Linked DNA regions of Mus musculus: all the other regions are linked to region 1. Evidence: chromatin contacts called from public HiChIP or PLAC-seq data. All regions are on one chromosome and are shown on one strand. Each heading gives the region's core, a stretch centred on a gene start, on an enhancer-like site or on the middle of the called end of the contact. The rest is flanking DNA. Distances are from core to core; before and after follow the strand shown. Region 1 holds the start of Dennd5b (DENN/MADD domain containing 5B). Region 2 has its middle 22 kb from the start of Caprin2. Region 3 has its middle 4.1 kb from the start of Gm25539.

Evidence for each region. HiChIP or PLAC-seq counts read pairs in DNA pulled down with a chosen protein or histone mark.
Region 2: a contact with region 1 is called in an H3K4me3 HiChIP or PLAC-seq map of embryonic stem cells, with 7 times the contacts expected there. The contact joins the enhancer-like site here to the promoter of Dennd5b in region 1. A contact is called at or near these places in 3 of 15 datasets of contacts at CTCF or cohesin (the NIH/3T3 cell line and pro-B cells), 30 of 484 Hi-C or Micro-C datasets (the C2C12 cell line, the CH12 cell line, the G1E-ER4 cell line and 15 more), 10 of 115 datasets of contacts at active chromatin or transcription factors (embryonic stem cells, extraembryonic endoderm stem cells and stem cell-derived neural progenitor cells) and 4 of 9 other capture datasets (adipose tissue, embryonic stem cells, liver and 1 more).
Region 3: a contact with region 1 is called in an H3K27ac HiChIP or PLAC-seq map of extraembryonic endoderm stem cells. The contact joins the enhancer-like site here to the promoter of Dennd5b in region 1. A contact is called at or near these places in 3 of 484 Hi-C or Micro-C datasets (CD4 T cells, cranial neural crest and embryonic stem cells) and 9 of 115 datasets of contacts at active chromatin or transcription factors (acute myeloid leukemia, embryonic limb bud, embryonic stem cells and 4 more).

The regions. Positions count from the first base shown.
Region 1 is chr6:149,098,956-149,104,012 of GRCm38.p6, forward strand. It overlaps Dennd5b (DENN/MADD domain containing 5B), which reads right to left and starts at 2,725. Exons shown (of 21, transcript NM_177192.3): 1 at 2,228-2,725. The coding sequence starts at 2,354.
Region 2 is chr6:148,915,967-148,921,023 of GRCm38.p6, forward strand. No RefSeq gene overlaps it. Among named protein-coding and RNA genes, the nearest start is that of Caprin2, 22 kb to the left of the region's middle. Within about 2 kb of position 3,080, at least 6 of the 459 cell types and tissues checked have an H3K27ac peak or open chromatin away from gene starts, as enhancers often do. A contact at or near this core is called in embryonic stem cells, where this site is marked.
Region 3 is chr6:148,968,881-148,973,937 of GRCm38.p6, forward strand. No RefSeq gene overlaps it. Among named protein-coding and RNA genes, the nearest start is that of Gm25539, 4.1 kb to the left of the region's middle. Within about 2 kb of position 2,756, at least 42 of the 459 cell types and tissues checked have an H3K27ac peak or open chromatin away from gene starts, as enhancers often do. A contact at or near this core is called in embryonic stem cells and extraembryonic endoderm stem cells, where this site is marked.

The DNA.
Region 1 (5,057 bases), core at 1,475-3,974:
GCTGTCAATGAACCAATGAAGAAATAAGTACTGACAGGAGTGGGAAGACCCAAACAAAATAACACTGACATAATCACCTCAGGGTTACCAATGTCTATGTTTTTAAAAACTGTGAGATCACAGGCATTGTTTTTGTGAACAATTGCATGAAAAAGTAAAGCCAAGTATGAAAGCACATAGATAAGTTTATTTATTCAAAAAAAGGATACACTTAAGACAGGAGATAGGAAACTTTTTTTAAAAAAAAATCTTATCTTGTTATCCCAGCCACTTAAACTTCCTTAAAGGTTAAGTTAAACTGGAAAGAAATTAGCTTAGAAAATAAAACACCTGCCAAATAGCTGTATGATTCCTAAACCTTAAATCTGTAAATTCCTAGTATGCAGGGGTCACAACCACCCCTAATTCTAGTTCCAGACAATCCAACACCCTCCACTCTCTTCTAAATGCTGAAGGCACCAGACATGCACATAAACATTCATACACATAAGATAAATCTAAAAAAAAAATTAAAAACAATTCCTTCATTATATTACTAGCACAGAATATATTTTTTCAGATTTTTATACTGTTTAAGTGTGTGTGTGTGTGTGTGTGTGTGTGTGTGTATTAGAGAAAATGCCCTCAGAGGCCAAGTGTGTCAGCTCCTTTAGAACTAGAACTAGAAGTGCTTATAAGCCTCCTAATCTGGGTGCTAAGAATCAAACTTGGGTCCTCCTTCAGCAAGAGTAGTGCATGTTTTCACTGAGCCGAGTATTCCGCTGGCCCAAGAATCTTTCTCTTCTAAGTAGTAATACAATAAGAACAATCAAAAGAACAATAGGAGATACTGCTTTATGAAGACTGAGGTGAATGGAAAGGGCAAATACAGGCTTTTTTATTTCATCATTCACCTGTCATAGAAGGCCCAAGAAATCCTAGTTGTTTAGAGGAGTCCTAGAAAAATATATTTTTTACTAGCCCAAAAAAACTCTTTCTCCAAAATCACTATTGCAGACACCCCCCCCCCCTGCAACTTCATGTCCCTTAACTATACTATTCTTAACATGTACATGAAATCTTAGCTGAAGAAACAGTAGGATTATATAATTATACATACAGGGAAAACTTGGTATTTCATTATTCCTCTAAAACTATACTTAGTTTTTGTTAACATTTTACTGTGAAGCTGACTTAATAATATGCTCAATTAAGACGTGAGACTGTATTAGTAAAGGCTGACCCGTTTTGTTTACTATCATTTATTATTTAATACATTCTTCCCAGCCCTTTCCTCAAAGGAAGAGAGAAAAAAATCTATACTAGTGCAATCAACCTGGGATGGTATATTCCAAAAAAGCTGCTGTGAAAGGCTATGACCTAAGTGTTTAGCACTGACACAAATAAAGTTCTGGTGGTAGGCGTTATGTGTCTCACCCTTACCAAAAAAAAAAAAAAAAAAAAAAATCACAATTCAGATTCCAAGGAGGAAAGCGGAATGAAAAATTCAGTCAGTCATTTCTCCCCGGCCTGCTTTCTACATTTCGCATTCCCCGGTCCCTACCATCCTTCAACTGCCCGGGTTCCCAGGGTACGTTCCCCAGCTCAGTCCCGCACTGCGTCACCAAACCCGTCAAATGGGGGCCATGCTCCTCCAGTGACACCTCGGCAGTGATTCACGGCGCGCCCCTCTTGGGGAGGATTGTCCAACTACATCAACTCAGGAACCAGGCAGGGGTATCAACAAAGCATCAGGCCGCAACCCAAGCGTCCAAAGGTCCTCGCTAGCTCGCGGCACTGGCACTGCCAAATCCACAGGATTCCAAAGGGTGACTCGCTCGTCATCGCAGAACCAGGGGGAGGGGTGGCGCCGACCCAGAGCGGTCGGGGTCGATCCCGCTGGGCCTCCTGCCCGAGCGGACCTCACCGTAGCCCCGCGGTCCCGACTCCTTCATGGAGCTGCCGACCACCGCATCCGCCGCCAGGGCCAAACTTCACGAACCACTGCACAGCCCGGTCCCGCGCACCATGAGCCACCCGCGAGCAGCGGAGGGTCGGGCCCTCTGGGGACCCGCGCCGGTTACAAGGACCCAACACCCAGGGGCTTAGCCAGAGCGCGGAATTAACAACAATGTCATTATGTCGCCCACGAGTGCCCATCTAGCCGGAGCGCGGCTATAGCCGCCGACTTTTTGTCTGGAGCCCGCACCTCGCCTCCCTAGCGCCTCCAAAGCCAGCCCGGCCTTACCCGCCAGCTCGTCGGGCTCCAGCCCGCTGTCCGCATCGATCCCGCACAGCACGAAGTAGTGCGCGAAGCGACAGGCGGCCGGGGAGGACCCCGAGCCCGGGCCCGGCGCCGCGCTGCTACCGCTCATCCCGCCGCGCTGCCGGTGCGACCGTCGCTGGGGTTCGCGGAGGAGGCTCTCCGGCGTGAACCGATGAGAAGCCTCGCTGAGAAGCGTCGCAGGCTTCCCTCGCGGAGGAGGCCACCGCGGCGCTCCGACTGCGGTCTCCGCCGCGACCCTAGGACGAGCCCGGCGCGCCCATGGCCGCGCAATCGCCGCGGCCGGGATCCTTCTAGACGCTGGTACCGAGGAAGCGGCCTCGGGCTCGCGCGCGGACCGGAGGGCGGGCGGGATTCCGCCGCGGCGGGGGAGGGGCGCGCAGGGGGAGTGTCAGCTAGGGAGGCCCGCGCCGCCGCGGCTGCGCCCGCTGGAGCGCAGCGTCTGGCGCCCGCGGGTCAACTGAACCGCGCTGCGCGACGGGAGCGCCCGCAGAGCTCGGTGGCGCGCGGTTCGGGGCGCGCACCAGTGAGCTCGGAGGATCGGGGGCGCGTCTGGGTGCGTGCCCACCCGCGGTAATATTGAGGAAACCTCTCTTGCACGGTGCAGCCCCCAACAGTCGGTTGAGCACGAGCCGCAGAGCAGGATCGTATCTTCCAGAGAGGATGTCGCCCAACCCAACCTAAACAATAACGTAGCTTTGGAAAAGGGAGACAGCACGCTGAGGTCATTTCCCACAACGTCTGTACCGTATTTTTAAACTGTCATGCAGATGCTTAAACCATTTTAAGATCCTAGTCCCCGGCAGGACGTGGTGACTCACATCTATAATTCCAGCACTCCTGTGACTGAGGCAGGAGGATCCGGAGTTGGAGATGAGCCTCTCTACCTAGTGAGACTCCATCTCAACACACACAAAAATGAGGAGGGTAAATAACAACCTGGGTAATTGACTCTTAGCTTCTATCGTACCTTCCAATAATCTTCCGGAACCCTTGAAATGACTTCTCTTACCATTTTAGCTGGATTGTACTTGGGATGGGGAGTATTTATGCTTCCTGGTTCATTCTTTCCAGTATCTATAGAACCTTGGGTCCCACTTGACCTGCCATTTATATTTTAGTGAAGGAAAGAATGATGATAATCTAGGTAGTATCAGGATGGTGCTACTGGGAAAATAACCAACTTTGAAATCTGTAATGTATATGGACATTTAATGTTATGCAATTATTGCTTCTATTATACAGAGTACACATAAAAATATTTTACTGAGTATTTCTATTTTTGTTGGTGGCTTCTTGCAGGATGTTAGATTCTAAGCTAGTCAAATATAGCAGAAAACTGATTTATTGTTTGTGCTAATCAAGAAACATGCTTTCTGTTCATTTGAGCAGTAACTGATTTATAAAATTGTAAACAGTAATGATTTAGTTTTGTTTTATTAACATATATAGAATACTGTATTTAATCATGACATTTCCATACATGTACTTTCTTGTTTTGTTTTTTGAGACAGGGTTTCTTTGTGTGACAGCTCTCGCTGTCCTAGAACTCTATTTGTAGACCAGGCTGGCCTCAAACACACAGAGATCCTCCTGCCTCTGCCTTCTCAGTGCTGGGATTAAAGGCATGTGCCACCACAACCCAGCTTCATGTACATATTTTGATCATATCTTTTTATAACCTTCTTGTACCCCCTGTCCCACCCCATTCCCTCTGATCTCCTTCCTTTTCACACCAACTCCTTCTGCTTTCATTTCTTTAACCTTTTTGGTGATCAAATAAGTTCACCAAACTTATTTTAATTTTAAAGACTTTTTAAAATGACATTGTGTGTGTGTGTATGTGTGTGTGTATGTATGTGTGTGTGTGTGGGGGGGGGGGTTCTGTGCTTATGTACAGGTCAGGGAATGAGTTTCAGAAGTCAGTTTTCTCCTTCCATGATGTAGGTCCTGGAGATCAAAACCCCGATAGTCAGTCTTGGTGGGGAGTCTTTATCTGCTAAGGCAATTTTCTGATCTATGGGTTTCATTAGAGTTGATTATGGAGAATAGGTGAGCTTTTATTATAGGAGAATGGGCACTTTGTTAGTAATTACATCACTAAAGAAAATTTCTCCCTTAAGGGCCAGGCGCGTGCGCACGTGTGTGTGTGTGTGTGTGTGTGTGTGTGTGTGTGTGTGTGTGTGTGTGTGTGTGTTGGTGGGGGGGGTCAACACCTTTAATCCCAACACTCAGAAGACAAAGGCAGGTAACTCTCCATGATTTGGAGACCAGGCTGGTCCACAAAATGAGTTCCAGAACAGCCAGGGCTATGTTAGAATACTGCCTTCCATTCTGTTGGGGGTCCCTAACACAATTGCTGCCTGAATGGAAAACCTTCAGTGGAGTCAGTAATCTCAGCTTTAACCTCTAATTAGCATAAAACATGCCAAGCTGTCACAATTCCAATTTCTACAAGAAAATCTGGAGTGATATTTTCTTATGCCAAGATTTTGGCTTTCTAGGAAAATCTTATCATAACAAAGGCTACTTGGAAAACCGTATCCCTTATTATTTAGCTTTTTATGTTTTATTACATTTTATTTGTTTTGTGAGGTGTGTATGTGTGTAGGCATGCTTGTGGAGGTCAGAGGACAATTTGTAGGACCCAGTTCCCTCCTTCCATCATCCTAGGTCCTAGGAAATGAACTCAACTTGTCAGACGTGGCAGCAGGTGTCTTCCCCTGATGAACTATGTTGCCAAACCCCTTATAGTTTTAGAAAAGGGGTCAGTTCATGCCAAAAAAAGTTTGGT
Region 2 (5,057 bases), core at 1,830-4,329, 180 kb before region 1:
GTTGGGGGGGAGTTTGCTCAGTGGTTTAAGAGACTCAGGTTCTATTCTCAATACTTACATGGCAGCTCACAACTTTAATTCTAGTTCCAGGGAATCCAAGACATATGCATATAGGCAACACACACACACTAAAATAAAATTAAAAAGAAACCATTTTTAACATTTACATTTGGGCTGAAGTAGCTACTTACTAAACTATGGGTGAAGCAACAGATTAACTCATCTTTGCCCTAAAATATTAGAGTGACCACTCAGTGAGTTTATCTAAAATGAGGGTGTTAAGAAATTTAAGTGTTGCCGGGCAGTGGTGGTGCACACCTTTAATCCCAGCACTTGGGAGGCAGAGGCAGGCAGATTTCTGAGTTCAAGGCCAGCTTGGTCTACAGAGTGAGTTCCAGGACAGACAGGACTACACAGAGAAAGCCTGTCTCAAAAAACCAAATTAAAAAAAAAAAGAAAGAAATTTAAGTGTTTTCTTACTTTCTCTAAATGATTACCTGTACATATTTATCTGTGAGTGTGTGTGAACGCCTAGAAGGCCTTGGGTAATCTCTATCACTTTCCCCCTGTTCCTTCAGGGACAGCATGGTCAACTCAAGGCTAAATGTTTGTGTGGACCTTATTATGTGGGTTCTAGGATCCAAACCTCAGTCCTCAAGATTAAGTCATTCTCCAGCCAGTAACATTTTGTCATTAAAGGGTGGGTGGGGGAATGCCTACTGGGCATGGGAGCACAAGCCTTTAATCCCAGCACTCAGGGAGCAGAGGCAGGAAGATCTTTGTGAGTTCCAGGACAGCCTGGTCTACATAAACCCATCTGAAATTATACAGGTCCTTCCGCGCCCCCCCCCCCCCCCTTCTTAGATAGGGTTTCTCTGCCTAGCACTGGCTGTCCTGGAACTTGCTCTAAAGACCAGAGTGGCCTGGAACTCGGAGATCTACTGGGCACTGCCTCCCAAATGTTGGGATTAAAAGCATGTGCAATCACCAACCTGTTGAGATCCTGTCTTTTAGAAAAGTATACCTAAATTCTTAACATGTTTTTCACCAACGCCACCTGGTGGTGCACCAGAAGAAAATTGATTGAGCCTGTTTCCTGGGACAGTTTTCTCAGTACTTCAGCCCACTTGCAGTCTATGAAATGTTTTTGTTACTGAACTTGGGGGTTATAGCCAATCCTCTACTGAGGATTGTGAGTCTGAGGACAGGTAAACTCGCTCTAATTGAAGCTGAGTTTGCAACCTGGTGTTAAAGTTCAGAGGCCCCAAGTAACCGGCAAAGAGGCTATAGAACTATAGGGGATTTGCCATTTCCCATAGGAAGCAGGGACCTTGAGTGATGGAATAGTGAACAGTAAGTTTATCTAAATAGCTCAAGTCCAAGAATACACTTGTGTCTTAAACAGCAACACAACTGTTCAGTTCCTTTTCTAATACTACCAGGGACCTGCTTAACAACTTGAGGCTGCTGAGCCATTATTTAAGACTGAAACATAAACACAGGCACAAACCCCGTCTTTCCTTGCAGCTGCAAAATCCCCTGCCTGAAGTTAAGTGCAGGTAAGCTATGTAAGTATAGACATTCTAAAATAGAGTAATTTCCTCCTTTCCAGACATGGAGACAAAAGGGCAGCTCTGATTTTAGTCACCTTCTACACAGAATGAAAAGATTTGTCTAAGATCCCCTAGACTCAACATACCACAATAATAAGTAGCCTTTGCCCATGGTGCAGGGAACATGATACCAACAATGAGTAACCAAACTCCACTGCTAGCTAGAGAAATTATCCAATAGGACCCTCTGGCTCCTTTCTTTCATGAATGAGCCCATGAAACTCCTACCTTTGATCCAACTTGGCTGTCTCTTCCTTTTCCAGTCCCAGTTCATTAAACATCACACAAAAACTGCCAGGCATCAGGATGCTGGATCAATATGGACACTGGACTACGGGTGCCTGGAGAACTTCAGCATGACATTGACAGCTGGCACTAAGTTCTGGCTGTTTTGAAGCTGTTTTTAACCCAGGATTTCATATACCTCAGGTGGTCTAGAATTGTGATCTTCCTGCCCCCATCTTTTATAATACATTTCAAACTGGCATTAAAAACAAAACTGGGGTTTTCTGGATCAGCTGGAAGAGTGCTGCTGTCTAGTAAGGCGAGGACCAAAGTTCAGATCCCTTGTATCCAGTCATGTTGGGGCACAGCTGTAATCTCAGTAGTGGAGGCAGGAGGGGGTCCCTGGTGTTTCTAGTTATGCCACAGCTTTAGTAAGAGATCTTGTTTCAAACACTAAAGGCGTACACATGAACCACACACAAACAGGTAAACTCATCTTCCATGACCAGCCTTTGCAGGAAGCAGAAAACTTTTCTGGATTAAAGAGGCACTGGCTGCTGGACCATCAAGCTAGTTTACAGAGTAAACAAATGTGGGCTGGAGAGTTAAGGTCCCTGGTTGCTTTCCTTTTCCAGAGGAAGGAACACCAACGTACACAAATTTAAGAATAAATAAATAATTTAAAAAGCAAGCAAGCAGGCTGGAGAGATGGCTCAGCTGTTAAGAGTACTGACTGCTCTTCCGAAGGTCCCGAGTTCAAATCCCAGCAACCACAGTGGCTCACAACCATCTGTAATGAGATCTGATGCCCTCTTCTGGTGTGTCTGAAGACAGCTACAGTGTACTTTGGGCCACAGCAAGTGGGCCCGGAGTGAGCAGAGGTCCTGAGTTCAATTCCCAGGAACCACATAGTGGTTCACAACCATTTGTACAGCTACAGTGTATCATATACATAAAATAAATAAAAAGCAAGCAAACATTGCCTGATGAGGTGGCACACCCCTTTAATCCCACCACTCAGTAGGAAGAAGAAGGTGAGCCTCTGAGTCCCAGGCCAGCCTGGTGTACAGAATGAGTTTCAGGACTGAGGCCTATACAGAAACCCTGTTTTGAAGAAAAAGAAAGCAAACAGGAATCAGAAAAGCAGGCTTTATTCAAGTTAAACTCTTTACACTTCCACTCAGCTGCAGGTTTGTTTAAGAATAGTGGTGATTTGGATAAGAATGGCTCTCAAAGGCTCATATATTTGTTTCAATGTTTGGGCTGCAGCTTGTAAAAGTATGGGGAGGATTAGGTGTGGGCTTGTTGAAGGTATGTTACTGGAACTAGGCTTTGAGGAATCAAAAGCCCACCCAGCTTTCTCTACCTCTGGGTTGTGTCTCTCTCATGATTGTCTCAATCTGAAAGCTTTCAGCTTGATTCAGCTTCATGCCTGACTGCCTGCTGTCAAGCTCCCACAATGGTCATTGACATTTCCTTCTGAAACTGTTAGGCAAGATCCCAATTAAATGCTTTCTTTTGTAAGTTTCTCTGGACATGGTACAAAAATGTAATTAAGACTGAACTTTACAGGACTTTTGATCAGTGTTTGATCACTTGGCTCATGGGTGTTTCAGAACAGATCCACCTTCCTACTTCTGTAATCAGTGGTAGCATCATAGATCAAAATGCTAGTGTGTTGGTTCAGTTTGTCCTAGTTGGTTTGCCAATTTCACAAACCTAGACTTCTCAGGGAAGAGAATCTAAATGCCTCTGTGTTGGTTTAAATAAGAATGGCCTCATAGGTTCATGTATTTGAATCCTCGTTTCCAGTTGGTCAGCTGTTGGAAAGGGTTAGGACATGTTGGAGATGGTGCGCTTTGAGGTTTCAAAAGCCCAGGCTAAGTTGCTTTACTGTCCACTGACTTCTGGTAAGAATGTAAAGCCCTCAGCTACTTGCAAGCACCATGCCTGCCATGATAACAAAGTAACCCTCTGAAACTGTGAGCAAGCTCTCAACTAAATGCTTTATCAGAGGTGCCTTGGTCATGGTGTCTCTCACACCAACAGAATAACTAAGGCAGCCTCTGTAATATGTGGCACGTTTTCCCGACTAATGATTGATGTGGGAGGGCCCAGCTCACTGGGGAATTAGTCCCAGGTTGTAGAACCATGAAAAGCAAACAAACAGTCGGCAGCTCTCCTCTATGGTCTCTGCTTCAGTTCTCACCTTGACATTCTGACTCCTGGCACTGGAAGGACAGAAGCAAACAGTCTATATACAAGCTTCCCAGCTCACAGAAACTGGAATATGAAGTCTGAGAAACATATTTTGTATATAAAAGCACCCTGACTCTAGGCACACTAAAGACAAAGGAAAAAGCAATCTTGATTGTGCCACAGCACATGTGAAAAGGTCTGAGGAAAATGGTGGGAGCTAGTTTTCTCCTACCTTGTGGGTTCTAGAGACCAAATTCCAGATTGTCAGGCTTGGCAGGCACATAGCCAAAGCCATCTTACCTGCCCAACAGTGATTACTGAGGCCAGCCTGGATACATAACTGTCTCAAAAATTTTGTTTAAAACTTCCATGTTTGATTTCATTTCAGTTCCTCATAATTCTGTAAAGTTGTTTCACACAAAAGTCCCGGTCTAACTCTCCCCACAGATAAGCAACCCTTGTCATGGACATTCCATTCATGTTAAAACCACTACACAAAGTCCTTTGTATGTAGCTACCATATCCACTTATCCTAGAGTCTGAAGACTTTTCTACCCAAACCCCTGCTCATCAAAAATTAAGCTTGGAGCTGGAGAGATGGCTCAGCGGTTAAGAGCACTGACTGCTCTTTCAGAGGTCCCGAGTTCAATTCCCAGCAACCACATTGTGGCTCACAACCATCTGTAATGAGTATCCGGTGCCCTCTTCTGGTATGTCTGAAGACAGTGTACCCACATACAAAAATAAATAAATCTTAAATAAATAGATAAATTAAATAAATAAATCTTAAACTTTATATCCATTTTATGTAAATGGGTGGTTTTGTCTCCATTCATCTGTCCCTCTTGTGCCTATCTGATCCCCAAGGAGTACCAAAGGTATCAGAGCCCTGGGAACAAGAGCCAAAGATGGTTTTGAGCTGTCATGTGGGTGCTGGGAATCCATCTTGGACCCTCTGTGCAAGTACAGTTAGTATTCTTAACTACTAAGCTATCTCTCCAGGTCCTGAAAAAATTCTTA
Region 3 (5,057 bases), core at 1,506-4,005, 130 kb before region 1:
CTGCATTTAATGTTCTTTGGCTTTTTTTTTTTTTTTTTCTTCTCCCTGGTACGATTATCACTGGGTTCAGAGAGTTTAGACACATAAAGTACTTATAATCGTGCCTGACTTATGATTCTCCAGGAATCATCTTGTATGTTTGTTTTCATGATGCTATATAGACTTCTAGAGAAATTTTCATAGTTTAATTGGAAGAACAATCATTGCTCTTAACCACTGAGCCATCTCTCCAACCCAGGTCACAAAATTTTTAACCAGCCAAACTCATTTAGCTTCACAACATCTTGATTATCTTAATTACCATCATTGACAACTAACACTAATTTTATTTATTTATTTAATTTTTTTTAATATGTTGGGTTTTTTCCCCCAAGACAGCCCTCTTGAAGTTCAAAGCCTGCCTGATGTACAGAGCAACTTCTAGGACAGCCAGAGCTCACAAAAAAACTCTGTCTCAAAAAAACAATAAACAAAAAATTATTTTTTCTTTTTTGATAGGACAGGGTTTCACTATGTATGTAGATCTGGCTGTTCTGAAACTCACTATATAGACCAGGCTGGCTTCAAACTCACAAAGATCTGCCTGCTTCAGGTTCCCGAGGGCTGGAATTAAAGGTGTGGGCCACTATACCTGGCTTTTCTGTTTTGTTTTGTTTTAATGATTTTACTTATTTTCTATATGTATTGATATTTTGCCTGCATGGATGTCTGTGTGAGGGTGTCATATCCCCAGAGACTGAAGTTACAGTTGCAAGCTTTTATGTGGGTGTCGGGAATTGAACCCCAGTACTGCGAAAGAGTAACCAGTGCTCTTAACTATCAGGTCTCAGGTATCCCAAGTTAGCTTGGAACTTACTATGTAGCCAACAATGACTTTTAATTTCTGATCTTCCAGACTATAGGGTACAGCATTCAACTTATTCTGTGAAATGCTAGGAATTTATGAGTGCAAGACACGCATTCAGCCAACTGAGCCACATCCCCAGTCCCCTAGTATAATGTGTTTGGATCTTTTTCTGATCATGCTTAGATCTGGGCAGTTAAACACTGTCAGGTGATAATCATGGCTGATTGGAAAAATAACAAAAACCTGGAGTTAGTGATCTTCCTTACCAGTTCTAATCTGAATAAGGAACAGAATATGAAGACAGGTTTGTCGACTGGAGAATGGAATGATGTGTGTGAGTCTGCTGACAATGACAGGGGGCACTTAGCACACCACCATTGTATTTCTTGTGCTTCTGGATCTTCCATGGCCACATCCATCTGCTTCAGGACTGGAGCACAAAGGTGCAGATATCTGACTACAAACAGGAGCAATACCTCTCCTCCTGAGGGGCAGGGGCAGGTTCAGGCACATCTGTTCTGGCATTAGAGCTGGTTTACAGCAATCACCTAAAACAGCAGGCCTGAGAGTCAAGCCAAAAAACTAATAACACAGGACTATGGCAGAGCACTTACCTAATGGAGCAAGGCTCTGGGTTTGATCCTCTCTACACAAAGAAACAAACAACAACAGGAAAATAAAAAACAAAACAGTAAAACAGAAGTTACAAGGTTGTAATTTGCCTATAAGCTCACTATTCACAAGGCTAAGGCAGGAGTGTAAGGCCCACTAGGCTACATAATGAATTTGAGGCTAGCCTCGGCTATATATCAAGACCCTATCTTGGGAAATAAAACAACCAAGCAATAAAAACAATCATAAAAGTCCCTCAACAAGCCAGGCAGTGGTGGCACATGCCCTTAATCCTAGCACTTGGGAGGCAGAGGCAGCCGGATTTCTGAGTTCGAGGCCAACCTGGTCTACAGAGTGAGTTCCAGGACAGCCAGGGCTATACAGAGAAACCCTGTCTTGAAAAACAAAAACAAACAACAACAACAACAAAAAGTCCCTCAACATTACCTTTAAATTTTTCCACCACACCAAAAAAACTCAATGTGGCATCTTGTCAACTGGATACCAGTATCTTTTTAAGGCTGGTAGTTTCACTCAGTAGTAAGTACTTGCTGGCATTGGAAGAGCCTTGGGTTTGAGCCTCAGTATTAGAAAACAAACAACAACAACAAAACCCCAGAGCTTCTTTTGTTTCTTACATTGCCAATGAAAAAATAAGATTGTTAAGCTCCTTTTATTTTATTTTTTTATTTATTTATTATATGTAAGTACACTGTAGCTGTATTCAGACACCCCAGAAGAGGGCATTGTATCTCATTAAAGATGATTGTGAGCCACCATGTGGTTGCTGGGATTTGAACTCAGGACCTCCGGAAGAACAATCAGTGCTCTTAACCGCTGAGCCATCTCTCCAGCCCTAAGCTCCCTTTAAAATACACAAGTATTTGCATACCACAAAATGTCCTACCTGCCATTTAGTTTTATTTCAGAACAACCTTGGGAAATGGCTTTCCAGCCAACTCAGAGAACGAAAGATGGTCAGGTCAAGTCATGTCATAAATGACACAACTGAAATTCAGGAGGATTCTCTTTCTCTAACCTACTCCCTTTAGTAACCATTTAGCCATGAATGTGTACCACAGTCCGCTTATGCAACCTCAGTACAGCGGACCGAAATCAAAGGAGTGTTGGAGGACTCACAACAACTGGTTGGGAGACAGCAGTACAACACAGTGGGACTGCCTTTCTGTCCCCAGACACTCTCTATAGAGTTCAGGGACCACTGTATTCCTGCATTCCAACCCTTCAGGACCCGGTGACAGACAGGCCAGGCCAGGCCAGGCTTCAGGTGCCCTCAGGGGATGGGGTGGGGTGGTGATGTCGTTCTTGCTCTGCAGCTCCAAAAGAAAGTTGCTAGAAGACACCAGGCTCCACTTTCCAGTTTCACTTCTGCAGGGACCACACACACACACACACCCCACTGGGCGTTCCACCCCCACTCTGGAAGGCGTCCTCCCCACCTTCATTCAGAAAGTTCCAGGAGAGTGCCCTCCTCCCCCTCACCAAGTTCGCTGCAAACATCTGTTGACAGTAAGAGGCAAGGATTAAGAGGACTGGGGAGAATCGTGCCAACTTCCTCCCTTCCTCCCTTCTCTCAGTTCAGTATCACAACCTGGAGGCCTGAGTATGAACAAGACACTGGTCACTTATAGGAAAGGCTTCAGGGCTAGAGATAGCAGATACAGACACTTTGCCCTAGAACAGGATGGTGAATCTGGTGTGGAGGCAGGCAGGGGTTCCGTGGCAACATCGGTTATCTATTACTATGTAATTAACTTCCCAAACACACTGTGTAAGAAATCTGGTTTGCTTGACAGAGCGCTGCTTAACTAATCTTTCCTGAAGTAGTGGGAAGCTGCCTGCCGGGATGCCCCTTAGTGAAGAAAGCCTTGCACCCCAGGCCCACCCACAGGAATGGTGCTGAATTCCTTTTCCGGAGCGCCACAGGCTTCCCTCCACTGCTCACAGGCAGGGAGTCTGAAGAGCAAGGGTGAGCAACAACAAAAAACTACAGTTTGCAGGCAACCTAGCCTCAGAGTTTACATCCCATTACTGATTAATAATTCTGCTATTCAGAATTGCACCCAGAAATAGTGCACTGGAGGGAAGTGGCTTATTATGTAGGGGCAGGAATGCCCGGAGGCCAGGATCACAGCGGGTATAAGAGTCACTTGGGAGGTTGAAGGCTGCATACATGTCACAGTACCCACACTATTATTATTAATTATTATTATTAATTATCTGGGGAGCAAGCAACAGGGCTGAGTAAGAAGAGAGGGCAGGAACTAAGACTGGTTAGGGCTGGTGGCACACACCTTTACTCCCAGCACTGGGCAGATATCTTGAATTCAAGGCCAACCTGGTCTACAGAGTGAGTTCCAGGACAGCCAGAGCTGCACAGAGAAACTCTGTCTCCAACAATAACAAAACAACAAAATCCCAAACAAACAAACAAGAATGGCTAGGGCAGTGAACACAGGCAAAATTCAGTACGGCTGAGAGAGGACATACTTGCAAGTGTGTGTGTGTGTGTGTGTGTGTGTGTATATATAAAAGGATCTTTTATGCTCCTGATGTAATTGTTGCCTCCAAGGCTTACTATCGCAGTCTGTTAACTTATACGAAATCCTGGAAGCTTCTAGCCTCCATATATAATCTTATCTAGGCCTGGAATGTTTTCAGCCTCTGAGACTTGCTGCTGAATAAGCTCATGCCTTCCTAGTTCTTTCTGATCTCTGTCTGGCTGTCTGGTTCAACTCAGCTGTTCTGGTTCAAAGTCCTCTCTAGGCTGACTGATTCTATCTGGCTTCTCTGTGGTTCTCTTGAAAGAAGGGCTGGCTCTCTTGCAGATGAAGACCTTTTTTAAAAAAAAATAAAAAAGAGAACTTCATCCTGGTGGCTAATGTGGAAGAAATGCCTTTTAAAATATTAAAAGTGGAATGGAGCATGGTGGCACATGCCTGGAATCAGCACTCGAAAGACCAGTGTGGACTACAGAGAGAGAGAGTGACTGACTTGAAAGAGAGGGAAGGGAAGGGAGAGCCAACTAGTAATCCTAAACCAAGGTAGTGAGTGACCAGAGAGGCAGATGGAGTGTTAAGTCATTTAAAAAAAAAAAAAAAAAAAAACTAGGGCCGGGTGGTGGTGGTGCATGCCTTTAATCCCAGCACTTGGGAGGCAGAGACAGGCAGATTTCTGAGTTCAAGGCCAGCCTGGTCTACAAAGTGAGTTCCAGGACAGCCAAGACTATACAGAGAAACCCTGTCTCGAAAAACCAAAAAAAAAAAAAAAAAAAAAAAAAAAAACCACTATGGAAAAGGGATCAAACTCAGGGTTTCATGTATGCTCAGCAAGCACTCTACCAACTCTCCAGCTCAGCCTCGAGATTTGCTATGTTGGATAAGCTGGTTGCTCCTACACTCACGAAATCCTCCTTCCTCTGATTTTTAAGTGCTGGGATTATAAATACAGCATCATGCCCAGATGAAAGCACTTTCTGGCTTTCTGGCTTGAGTAACTAAGAAAAGTCATTCTCTGAGATGAAGTCCAGAAAATGGACGTGGTCAAAAGTCATGTGTGTTGATAGGCGAATGAAGAG